Regions from separate parts of the Sus scrofa genome. Here all the other regions are linked to region 2. Evidence: chromatin contacts called from public Hi-C data. All regions are on one chromosome and are shown on one strand. The core of a region is the stretch at or near the end of the contact, and the rest is flanking DNA. Distances in the headings are between cores, read along the strand shown. Region 1 has its middle 210 kb from the start of TOMM20. Region 2 overlaps LOC102158473 (a long non-coding RNA gene). Region 3 has its middle 180 kb from the start of IRF2BP2.

Evidence for each region. Hi-C and Micro-C count contacts between places; a contact is called where the count stands out from the background.
Region 1: a contact with region 2 is called in a Hi-C map of liver, with 5 times the contacts expected there. The contact joins two enhancer-like sites. A contact is called at or near these places in 3 of 47 Hi-C or Micro-C datasets (liver and skeletal muscle) and 2 of 2 datasets of contacts at active chromatin or transcription factors (alveolar macrophages and skeletal muscle).
Region 3: a Hi-C map of liver shows a contact between it and region 2, with 12 times the contacts expected there. The contact joins two enhancer-like sites. A contact is called at or near these places in 9 of 47 Hi-C or Micro-C datasets (embryonic fibroblasts, fetal liver, heart right ventricle and 3 more) and 2 of 2 datasets of contacts at active chromatin or transcription factors (alveolar macrophages and skeletal muscle).

Annotation. Positions count from the first base shown.
Region 1 is chr14:56,323,062-56,326,822 of Sscrofa11.1, reverse strand. No RefSeq gene overlaps it. Among named protein-coding and RNA genes, the nearest start is that of TOMM20, 210 kb to the right of the region's middle. Within about 2 kb of position 2,487, at least 6 of the 83 cell types and tissues checked have an H3K27ac peak or open chromatin away from gene starts, as enhancers often do. A contact at or near this core is called in liver, where this site is marked.
Region 2 is chr14:56,514,530-56,518,701 of Sscrofa11.1, reverse strand. All of the region lies in intron 1 of LOC102158473 (a long non-coding RNA gene), which reads left to right. LOC110256878 (a long non-coding RNA gene) reads right to left here. Exons shown (of 3, transcript XR_002338951.1): 3 at 2,316-2,750. Among named protein-coding and RNA genes, the nearest start is that of IRF2BP2, 29 kb to the left of the region's middle. Within about 2 kb of position 1,836, at least 10 of the 83 cell types and tissues checked have an H3K27ac peak or open chromatin away from gene starts, as enhancers often do. A contact at or near this core is called in liver and skeletal muscle, where this site is marked.
Region 3 is chr14:56,362,813-56,367,059 of Sscrofa11.1, reverse strand. No RefSeq gene overlaps it. Among named protein-coding and RNA genes, the nearest start is that of IRF2BP2, 180 kb to the left of the region's middle. Within about 2 kb of position 1,734, at least 60 of the 83 cell types and tissues checked have an H3K27ac peak or open chromatin away from gene starts, as enhancers often do. A contact at or near this core is called in liver and skeletal muscle, where this site is marked.

The DNA.
Region 1 (3,761 bases), core at 1,238-3,737, 190 kb after region 2:
CCTGAGCTGAATAAAAAGACAGTGGCCAATTGTCAGGGGAGAGGCAAAATTTGGGTGCTATGCTGGCTGCATTCATAGGTATTATCTTTCAGTACAACCCCTGGGAGTCTGTCCTAAGTTCCTGGGGTGCAGAGGGCATTGAAAGAAATGGAATAAGTGGAACTTGGGCTTGTCATCCTTTAAGAATAAGAATGGCCTGCATTTGGCAGCTGGGTCCCAGCTGTTAGATGTGGGGAGGGGCTGCCCCCTTTCCCATCAGGAGGAGAGGAGGTCGACTCCAGGAAGATAGACCTCAGTGTGGCTAATCTCAGGTCATGTCAAAGCCAATCCACTTCAGCAGGAGCCCAACAGGCACAGCAGAGGCCCAGCCAGAATGGCAAAGGAGACCAGAGTGGCAGCTGCCAGGCAAAACTATGTCCTGCCAAGGAGAATCTCTGAGTCCTCTCCACACCCTTACCATCCAGAGGAAGGGAGGCATTGGGCTCTGAAAGTTATGCTGATGGGGCTCCAACCAACTCCTTCTGCCATCTGAAAACCCCTATGTCCGCCTCCCTCCAAATCAGCTCCTTCTGTACTGGCTACAACACCACTCTCCAGCAGTCACCCTGCTTGGCACCTCAAAGTCATCCTAGACCTGTCCTACCTCCAAACCCCACACCCAACGAGCCTCAGATTCCTGCAGGGCCTTCCTTCATAACAGCCCTCATAGATATTTATTTCTTTCCATTTCCACCATCAATAAAGAGCCTCTCAGAATACTTCCTTCCCATTGTCTTTCCCTCTTGGGAAACATTCATATCATTTAGATTGTGGGTTCGATCCCTGGCCTCACTCAGTGGGTTAAGGATCTGGTGTTGCCGTGGGCTGTGGTGTAGGCTGCAGACATGGCTTGGATCCTGTGTGGCTGTGGCTGTGGTGTAGGCCGGCAGCTGGAGCTCCAATTAGACCCCTAGCCTGGGAACCTCCATATGCAGGCAGTGCGGCCCTAAAAGACAAAAGACAAAAGACAAAAAAAAAAAAAAAAAAAGAATGCTGTTTAAGCCCATGAACCTGCCCTTCCGAGCCCTTTCCGATCAGCCTCAATCGATTTTTCCATGCTCACCTACTCCCCCTGAACCCCCTCACATCTGCTCAACTGTCTGCTCAGTGTATGTTTGAACATGTTTTATCAATGGCTATTTATTCTATTCCTTTCCCCAGAGACAACAGGTGCTGATGTCTCCTTAGCAACTTCCACGTTGGAGGCACAGTTTTAACCACTGTACGCCCACCTAACAATGTCAGCCTCACAACAACCCTCAGCAGCATGTACAATTATCACCCAACTTTACAGATGGGGTAACTGAGACACAGAGAGGATAAGTAAGTGGCCCAAGGCCACACATCCAGAGAGTGGTAGAGTCAATGTTCAGCCCGTGCCCTCTGGCTCCAAGTTCACTGACCGGAGAGGCCCATGTTGACAAACAAACCTGTTTGTGCAGAAGGGTGCCAGGACAGCTCAGTCCTTTAGCCTTAACCAAGATTGGCAGCGTGTTACAGGGGGTTTGGCGTGTGATTCTTGGAGGAAAGAAAGTGTTCCTGCTGACCTTCAGGGCTGGGAGAGGATGATGAAACACTAAGTCATCCTGCCATTAAAATTAAGTTCAATCACCCCTAATGGAATGTCACCTCCGAGATAACCATTAAAGCCACCCGCCTCACAGGCTGCTAGGGTTCCCCATAAATCACCCGCACCTTGTCCCTCTCACTGCCATTGTGCTGGAGGAGGGGGAAGCCTGGGGGAAATGCTGGGGGACCTCAGATCGGCCCTGAGGGTGTCGCACGGAGGACGGAGGTCTGCTGCCTGATCCCGCGATGGAGACAATTGTATTTCAGCACAGTGGGGATGTGGACTTGGCGGAAGGTGAAAGCCTCCACGATGCATGAAGACCCTGAGCTGCACGCTGCTGGCTTGCGTTCTCTCTGCCAACCAAGTGAAATCGGGCTGCGGCATGGAGCAGCCTTGCCTGGTCCCCTAACCCCCACCCTCGGCCCCAGGATCCCAGACCCTGCCACTCACAGCTATGAGGCTCCAGGAGCGCTCACGCTGTCTCAGACTCAAGGCATCTAGCGTCTGGGGCACCAAAACCCTTCACCCACACAATGAGATGAGACGGTTGTTTTTACAGATGAAAACAAGGCAAGAGGAGGAGAAATGAGTTGGTAGGAATAATGAGTGCAGGGCTGGGCCCTCATGCTCCGCCATCCTGTTCCTTGAGCACCTACACAGGCATTGTTTCTTTCTTCCTTTCTCTCTTTCTTTCTTCCTTCCCTCCTTCCTTTCTTTCTTTCCTTTTTTGGCCGCCCCCTCCCCGGCATTTGGAGCTCCCAGCCCAGGGATCAGATCTGAGCCGTAGTTGCAACCTATGCCACAGCTGCAGCAAAACCGGACCCTGAAGTCACTGTGCTGGGCCAGGGATCAAAAGTGCATCCCAGCGCTCCAGAGATGCTGCCAAAACGATTGCACCACAGCGGGAACTCCCAGGCATCACCTCTCCTGTATGAAACATGCTCCTGCACTGACAACCCCAGATCTTTAACCCACTGAGCCACAAAGGAAGTCCTCTCAGAGATTTTTAAAAAGCATCTGATGTGGAGAAGGGAAGGAAAAATCTTGGCCTTCCTCAAGATTGTGGTGGGCTTAAGCCTATGTAATCACATTTCATGTATATATCATAAACCGTGGTTTTCATATAATATGTAAACCATGAAATAATTTTATTTGGTCAGTAGTCTGACATGGAGTCAGTAGTTTCTAGCTTGTAAGCCAACATAAAACAGTCTGTGTCCACTTCAGGAAGAGAAACTTTTCCATCCTCTGAGACAGGGGTTCCCGTCTCCAGGAACCCACAGGGATGCTTTGAAGGGGCCCTTAATGGTTCTGCCCACACGTAGACCTGGCCCAACGTTTCTTCTCCAAAGACAGCAGCTGTGTACTCCCTGAACCCCCAGGCCCAAACCTTCCACAGCTGGCACAAATGAGAAATTTTTTACTAACTTAATAGAGGGGTGGGTGTGACATGGCATGGAATAAAGTCAGGATGCTGAACTGCTGCTCCGAGAATCTGTGACCATAATTCTAACCCCTCTCCCCACCACCAACAAATCACTTAACTCCTCTCCCCACCCAGACAAATCATTTACTCTCCCTGAAGCCCTTTTTTTTTTTTACTGTAAAATTTTCATTGATTTAACTTCAAAACGAAACAAAACGAATCTGTGTGTTAGATGTCAGAAAAGTAGTTACCTTTGAGCTGGGTGGCATGTCACTGGAATGGGACATGAATGGAACAATGAGGGGCCCTGAAGCCTTTTTGAAAAAGTTATTTGAGAAATGTGAATTACAAGCGTCTCTGAAAATACACAGTACATGCATGTCCTGTTCCACAGGCTATTCACTCTCCTTGGAATATACCTGCAATGTTCTTCCCTCTTCCCCTTCCCCTTCTTCCAGGAAATCCCTCTGTGTCTTTCAAGACTTAGCTTGGAAGTCACCTCCTCCAGGAAGCCCTGCCATACCCCCAGAAGTCTGAGATGGGTGTCTTTCTCTGTCTGCCATGCGCCTGGGCTCCCTCCCACCATGACACTGGTGGTCTCTCTCTTTCATTCAACGGTGAACTCCTTGCCAGCAAAGGGGGTCTTGACCACCACTGGATCCCCAGAACCTAGGCAGGCAGAACCTGGCCCATAGTGATTCTCAAAAAGATCTGGTTGAACAAATG
Region 2 (4,172 bases), core at 587-3,086:
GCTCCGATTCAAGTCCTGGCCTGGAAACCTCCATATGCCACAGATATGGCCTTAAAAAAACAAAAGACAAAAAAAAATTTTTTTTTTTAAGAACTGTGTCAAAAGAGCTGTGAAAGTACTTATATCCCTTGCTCTCGAAATTCTGCTTCTAGATAGCTGTCTTAGGAAAATAATCATAAGTATATTATCAAAAGTGATTTATAAATAAGTATGTTGGCTGAAGCATTATTTATAATATAGAAAAAGTTGGAAACAAAATCCATGTACAAAAATAAGAAAATGGTTAAATAAATCATAGTCCATCTATGTGACGAATGCTGTATACATATTTACAAATCATATTTTCAGAGATAGTTGTTGATAAAGGAAAATGCCCAGCATTGAAAAAGGCAGATTCACAATGAAATAGTCCACATAGTTATAATTTTAAATGTGTAAGTTTGTCTATGTATATGTATAGAAAATGGTTGAAAAGAACTACACCAAAATGTTAACTCATTATCTCTCGTGGCAGGATTATGAGGTTACAAGCGATTGTTTCTGGTTATTTACATTTTCTAGTATTTTAAGATTTTCCTACAGTGAGCCTGTATTACTTTTTAATGTCAGAAATATTAATTTTAAGGTTCTTATATTTATGTATATTCCTTTAAAATGATAGACTCTTTCTCCATAAGTCAGAAACCTGGACACCGAGGAGTTCTTACTATGGTGCAGTGGATTAGGAACCTGAGTGCAGTGGCTTGGGTCACTTCGAAGGCTCGGGTTCTATCCCTGGCCTGCTACATTTGGTTAAAAGAATCCAGCATTGCTGCAGCTTGGATTCAGTCACTGGCCTGGGAACTTCCATATGCCATGGGTGCAGCCATTGAAAAAAGAAGAAAAAGAAACGTGGACACCAAGTTTTGGCTTTAATGTAGTGAGCTGGAGAATTATGATTAAATACTATTTCATTGATGACTCAGTCAATGAACGAATATTTACAGAGCCCGTGTGAGTCACTCGACCAATGCTTATCTACCCCCTTTTATGTGCTGGCCATTGAATGCATGCCCAAAATGAAATCATGCCCATCTTGTCTGGACAATGATGGCAAGAAGATCCTGTTATGGGTACTCGTGAATGTCACATATCACTGAGGAATGAGACATGCCTAAAGGTTGGGCACATTTGCCCAAGCAAACTGCCAAGGAATCTAAGCCTTGCCCAAGTGTGTAAGACCCAGGCTCACCTGCTCGCCCAGCCTCACTGAAGCATGGGGCAAAGTTTTTGCAAGTTCCCATCATGATCTCCTGGATGCCTCATTTTCTGTTGTTTTGTCTCGGAAGGAAGTTCGGTTAGTCCAAGAGGCTTGGTTTGTTATACAGCTGTACAGCTCTGGACTTTCATAGCCTTCTCTTTAAGCGCTGACAACTTGATACTTTGATCAATGGTTGTTATATTTCTCTGTATGTTAGTTGGACAGGCTGATGATTTCCAAAGTCAATCCCTTCTCCTCTCCCTTTCTCTCTCCAGTTTACACATTTCTGTTTTCCAGTTGCTTTATCTACGTCTTCTAAGTATCTCAAAGTAGGAAAAAGCAGGGGCCCTGGAATTCTCCTGCCCAGTCCCTGAACAGTCGTCAGGGCTGGCTGTGCCCTTGCGTCACAGAGGACTGCTGTATGACGCCGGTGGCCTGTGTTCAGGACGTGTTGCCAAGGTCACTATAGTTTGTTAACGGGCAGCTGCCACTGGAAAGCATGCGCCTGACTGGCAACATTTCCCCACTGTTGCAGAGAGCCTCTGAGTGGCAGGGAGGCATCTAAGCAGGTGGTTTCTGCTGCAAAAGCCACCCGCCCTGGATGTGCCTTCTTCCCACTGTGGCCTTTCCCAGGCCTGGCATGTGGCTTTCCCAGACACTCAGAGAGGCCACGTGCCCATTCACATGGCAGCAGCGTGCCTGGTGATCACACTGCACATCCCAGGTCTTTACCTGTAAAGTGGCTGTTTTCCCAACCCTCCCTGCTCTTGGGAAAATGAGAGTCATTGGCAGAGATAAACATTTAAGCCTCGCTGGGAGATTTCCTGGCCCAGTGGGTTAAGAAGTGACTTTGGGATGGGGTGAAGGGGGAAGGAGTTCCCGTTGTGGCTCAGCTAGTTATGAAGCTGACTAGTACCCATAAGGATGCAGATTCGATCCCTGGCCTCACTCAGTGGGCTAAGGATGCCACATTGCTGTAGCCGAGGTGTAGGCTGGCAGCTGCAGCTCAGATTTGACCCCTAGCCTGGGCACTTCTATATGCTGCAGGTGCAGCCCTAAAAAGCAAAAATAAATAAATAAATAAAATGCCATCTCTATTTTTTGTGAGCTTCATGTTTTTAAAAACATGTGCTTAAACTTCTCAAGCCTCAGTTTCCTCACGGGAGGCAGGGGGCATGTTGCCCTCTGACCCCCTGCCTGGCTCATAGGAATCGCTCATTAAAGGGCAGCGCTGACAGATATTACACGTTCCATACATGACGAGGTTCCCACGTAAGGAGTGTGGGTGCGCGCAGGAGTCTGCCGTGTGCGAAAGGAGGGTGCAGTTGATGAGACTGACTTCCAGAGTTGCCGCAGTTCAACTTGTTTTTCCTTATGAAAATGCGAATGTGCCAACATCTCTTCTATATCACATGGGGAGGAGACTTAGCTTTTTCTTTCAGTTTTTCATCAGTTGAAAGAAAAGCTCTGGTGGCAGTGAGCCGTTGTGGAGGTCTGTCTGTGAGCTGGGCTGAAAGTACAAACCAGCGAGACAGTGAAATTTTGTGTGTTCCTTAAGTAAGCCCTCCTCCCGCTGCACTAGTAAGGTGATGTTCATTCCAACCTAGCCCCTCCATTCGTGTTTTGCTTTGTTTCTTCTCTTTCCAAGTAAAAGTATCTTTAACAATGGTTCAACTGTTCAGAAATAGAACAACTATGAGACGACTTTTAAAGGATATGAACTAATACTAATCACACAATATGTAATAATCACACATCTATATATGGCACCTATTAGCATGGCCACCGTGAAATCCCATCTCTCTTTGAGAAAGTAACCGTTCTAGAGAGTGGGGTTCTGGGCCATTGAGAGCTTGACGTTCAAAGCAAAAGAATGAGGAGTGAAGGAAGAAAAGGAAGGGAAAAGAAAGGAAAGGAAAGACATTTTGAGCAGAAAACTTTCTAACGTGTAATTCAGGAGTTCCCGTCGTGGCGCAGTGGAAACGAACGCGACTAGGAACCATGAGGTTGCAGGTTCCATCCCTAGCCTCGCTTGGTGGGTTAAGGATCTGGTGTTGCCCTGAGCTGTGGTGTAGGTCGCAGATCCCGCATTGCTGTAACTGTGGTGTAAGCTCGTCGCAACAGCTCCCATTAGACCCCTAGCCTGGGAACCTCCATATGATGCAGGTGCTGCCCCCCAAAAAGGCAATTCAACCTCTCCAGCTTTCTGAAAGAGTCTGGAGGCTTTATTTAACATCTTTTTTTCTTTTCTTGGTCCTGACATTGTCATAATGAGAACCCGTTCTGATATTATTGTATAATAAAGTCGTGTGCTTAGGCAGTGGAGGTAGATGGGTATATATGCAGACATACTAGGAGGCCCTACGTTACTGGGCCTTCTAGAATTCTTCTGTCTGCTTTTTACACTTTTCTATTTCCTCCCTTCTTTAGGGTGTCAGCAGTTACTTCTTGCTAATATGCCTGTCTATAGGAAACCCTCTCCCTACTTCTCATTTTCTATTTCTAAAGTACTCTGGGCATGAACTTGAGAAAATCACAATGATTAGGGCTGTGTGTACAATAAACATGACTACTTTTTGAGTCTGGGCCTAAGGGCCATTTCTCCTACGAGAAAAGTATATGTGTAAGAAAATTATTTCTCAAGTTTTGTTTTAATTTTTAGAATGTCTTGTTTCTAAACTGTTTTCTGGATAAGTGAGGTGATGCAAAAACTCAGTTCTGTGTAAATAGAAAACATAGAAAGTGTTAGCAACCTACCCACTAACCAGTTGTACCAGGTTGGTTATCAGTTAACCAAATGCTTATATTCAGATAATATATGTCTTCAGTGCCCTGAAGTTCTGAAAATTTTAATAGCTCTGTGGATTGAACTGACATGAGAGAAAAATATTTCAAGTCTCCTTCAGTCATTTTTATGCTCATAAAAGTATTC
Region 3 (4,247 bases), core at 485-2,984, 150 kb after region 2:
TTCATAAAAATAAAAAATTATTAGTGAGAACTCCTTTTTTCACACTAAGTCTCAAAACTATGGCATATCTGAATACGGACCAGCCATGTCTCAAGTTCCCATGTACCATATGAGACAGGACAGTCTCAGAAGGTGCTATTTCCCCTCTCAACATTTTGACTCCCCATAAACATTTCATGTAAAATAAATGAAATTGTGATGTGTGATTTTTACTTGATTTTAAATGCTCACACTCTCAATAAAATAAGAATTTCTAAAAATGCCTTTCAAAGAGTACCCGGCAGGTCTAAAGGCCAGCCTTAGTTGGCCTTTCCTTCATGTGCTGATAACTGACACCAAAGCATTGTGACTTAGACTGATCAGTTTCTGCCCCTCACAATGGAAAAATAAAAAAAAAACAGATTTTGAGTTTGGCTCAGCCGGTTAAGAACTTGATACAGTGTCCATAATGATGCAGGTTCAATCCCTGGCCTCAGTCAGTGCGTTAAGGATCCGGTGTTGCCATGGGTTGTGGTGATGGTTGCAGATGCGGTTTGGATCTGGCATTGCTGTGGCTCTGGCGTAGGCCGGCAGCTACAGCTCCGATTAGACCCCTAGCCTGGGAACCTCCATATGCCGAGGGTGTGACCCTAAAAAAATAAAAGAAAAAAGAAAACTGGATTCTTGCCTGCTCCTCCCTTCAGGGCAGCTCACCAACCTCAGGCTGAGCACACACACGTTCACATGCTGTCTGCCAGGGACACTGGGCACAGAGACCAGAGGAGAGCAGGGCTCAGGGACAGCCGAGCAGGCTGAGAACACCCATGAGGCAAGGATGGCTGTGTAGCCAGGGGCCTTCCTGTGGGGATGCCGCCAGGATAGGAGGTCCCAGGCCTGGATCCAGGACTGTGGCTAGAAGTTCTGAGGGCAGGAAGGGAGCTGTAGGTACAGAGCCTGCAACCACCCGCTGTCAGGGACCCCCAGAATATTAGGAAGCACGGAAGGAACCGTCCCCAGTGGAACAGGCAAGAGCGTAGCAGTCCAACCCCAATACAATGCGAACTAATGTGCTGCATCTTTCAGTAGCCGCATTAAAGGAAGTGGACAGAAAGGTAACATTCTTCTTAATAGCATATTTTACTTAATCCACTCTTCCTTAAATATGAGCATTTCAACATGTGTGATACTTCCCGTTCTTTTTTTTTAACAAAGTCCTCGAAATCCAGTGTGACTTACCCCCACCCAGCATGTCTCAGTTTGAAGCAGTCCCATTTTCACCACTCCTGAGCCACATGCCCGGGTGGCTACCATATATGGCTGCACAAATCTAGGGGTGGGTGTGTGTGTAGAAGGAATCGTAACTTCTGCTCTGACTCTCTGAGTCCAAAAGACAAGTCAGACCTGCTTAAAGGGGGAGGGCGGGGGATGAAGAGGGAGAGAGGGTCATCCAGCATCTTGGTGAGGCCAGCGCGGCATGCCAGGCACTAAGTGCATGAAGGAGAGGCACCAGCTCCTCTCCCGCATCCCCAAGGGTGTCTGCGCAAACAGTGTCAAGACGACACAGAGCACCGAGGAAGGTTTGCTAAATGTTGCCAAGCACCTGGACACCAGATCACAAGGGCGACCCAGAAAACAGGCAAGTGCACCTGTGGTGGAGCGCTTGGCATCGAGCCCGGGACGGAGGTCACCCCAGGTCACGGCTGGAGGCGGGGAGCCAGGCAGCAAGGCTGCCTAATGTGGAAATGTTTGGATCGGAGCAGGGCAGGCGCTGCGGGCAGCGGGGAGGAGGCCAGGGCGGCGGGGTCCAGAGCGCAGCGCTGACAGTAACCAGGCGCGCAGAGGACCATGTGGTCCACAGCGCCAGCGCTGGCCAAAACCCGGGCTGCCTCTTTCCTAATAAGTCTGGCAGCGCCTGCGTCCTCTCAGCAGACCAGACTCTCCCTTGCTGCCGGGTCTTATTTAAGAAGAAGGAGCGGGGTGCCACCAGGGAGAAAAGCAAGCCAAACCCAGCAAGGATGGAGGGGAGCCCTCCTTTCTCCCGGCCTCCCCACTCCACAGCAGATCAGCTTTGCAAATGAACGAAGGGGTTGCTTTCTCCACGAGGACTGACTCTCTAGCCCTGGGGCACACATCGCATCCCAGATGGTGAGCCACAGGTCTCCAGCCCTTCCCTCTGGGGTGAGGAGGGGGCCCCCTAAAGCATCCCGCCCCATCCCTTCCCCTCCTCCTCCAGCTCCTTCCAGGAAAGAAAGGCACCGCCCACCTAACTTCAGAAGAAGGTTCCCCCCTTCCAGCCTCTGGGTCTGGCTGGGGCTGCACACTTGCTAGTTGTCTGCCGGCCCCACACAAGGGAGGGCAGGATTACAACACGTGTGTGTTTGGGTCAGGAGCACTTTTGAACTATGGCTCCGAGAAAGAACAGCCTGTACAGCCATTGAGTCTCCCAGCAACAAAGAATGTACAACAGAGAATGATTAGCCCTCACTGGCAAAACAATTTTTTTTTTTTTTAAAAAAGAGGTGCCGCTTGGTCTCTTTATAGGGTCCTGGAGTTAGGGTGTCTGGACTGAAGAGTGCTCTCCCTGCCTGGCTGGGAGAACCAGCGTCACTCGCTCCTCAGGGGTTTATGACCTTGGCTTACTAATAAGCCCTTGTAACACGATTACAGTCGGGGTTTTGCAAGCTTCGGGACCCAGGTGTGGTTGAAGGTCAGCTGCCTCGGGACAGGGGGCTCTCCTGCCGTTGGGAAAAGGTTACAAAGAATGATTTTCCTGCTCGAGGGCTTGTAGATGATTAACAGGTTTCTTTCTGTTAACCAGAGAGTTAATCGTTAGTCAAAGCACACTTTGATAATGGGGGCGGAGGGGAGAAAATGAATACGTCAACCATTAATCGAGGGACATGCCATAAAAGTTAGGATGGAAAACACACCGTTTGGGAGAGGAATTCATGCACTGGCCTGCTGGAGAAGAAGGAGGTAAAGGATCAAGTGAGGCCATGAAGTTCATGCATACTTAGAGCAGGGAGTTTTTTTTTTTTTTAAATCCTTTTCCTTGTTACATTGCTTGGAGGAAGCAGGGTAGGGATAACGAAATAACAAACACGGGAACATTACAAATAAAGCCAGTTTTATTGGCTTTTTGCTCCAGCCTCCCACAGTTGAGCCTGTCCTCTGTATGATTCTTTCCTTGGGCATTTTGCGGGGAGGAGAGGAGCCCAGGGACTCACGATCAGAAAAGCCAAGGGGGTCCAAGGAACTCAGGCTGAGAGGCATGAGGCCACACCAGCCCCTCCCCCGGGGTCACCCTGGCCAGTGCCCCCGTCCCTGACCCCAGTCGTCCTGCTGGGGCCCAGGGTGGCCTTGCTGGGCAGAGAGGTTGCCTGTTCGCTGCCCTGGAAAAAAGCAGCATTAGCCTCAGTTTCTTATGGCCTGATTGTGACACCAGGTCCTGGTGCCCAGGAGAGCTTTCCCCCAAGGCCCAGCCCAGGAAACAAGAGGATGCAGGGGGCAAAATTCCTGTTTTGCGCAGACAACTCCCAGATACACCACCTCCACCACTAGAAACATTTCTGGGTGCAGGACACAAGCATGTGTATTTTTTTTTTTTTCTTTTTGCTTCTCAGGACCACACCCTTGGCATATAGAGGTTCCCAGGCTCTCCCAGGCTAGGGTCGAATCAGAACTACAACTGCCGGCCTACGCCACAGCCATAGCAATGCAGAATCTGAGCTGCATCTGCAACCTACACCACAACTCCTGGCAACGCTGGATCCTTAAACAGGAATCGAACCCACAACCTCATGGTTCCTAGTCAGATTTGTTAACCACTGAGCCACAGTGGGAACTCCAACATGTGTATTTTTTTTTTTTTAAGGCTAATTCTCTCGAGTAGCCAGGGATGAATTGCCGCCACCAAGAAAACTAGCTGGGGAAACGTGAGCTGGGGGGCAGAACGCTCTGGGAAAGGTGCGCTCAGACTTGGTGGCCCAAGAGGATGACGGCAAAGATGAAGAGTGTGCGATAAACATGGATGGTCAAGAGGTTATGGACAACGTTGGAGCAATGCTGTGGGGGCCACACTAGAGAGACCCTCCTGCTCCCTGACACTTAGAAAGACCCAGGAGACAGTATAGATGCCTTTGGACCTGTTGTGGTCTGTGCACACGGGTCACAAAATAATTTCTGGACTCGTATCGGGGTGAAAAGAAAGAAGAGTTTATTGAGCATGGCGAGGGGAGAGAAAGTAGAGTTTATTGAGATAAGAGATG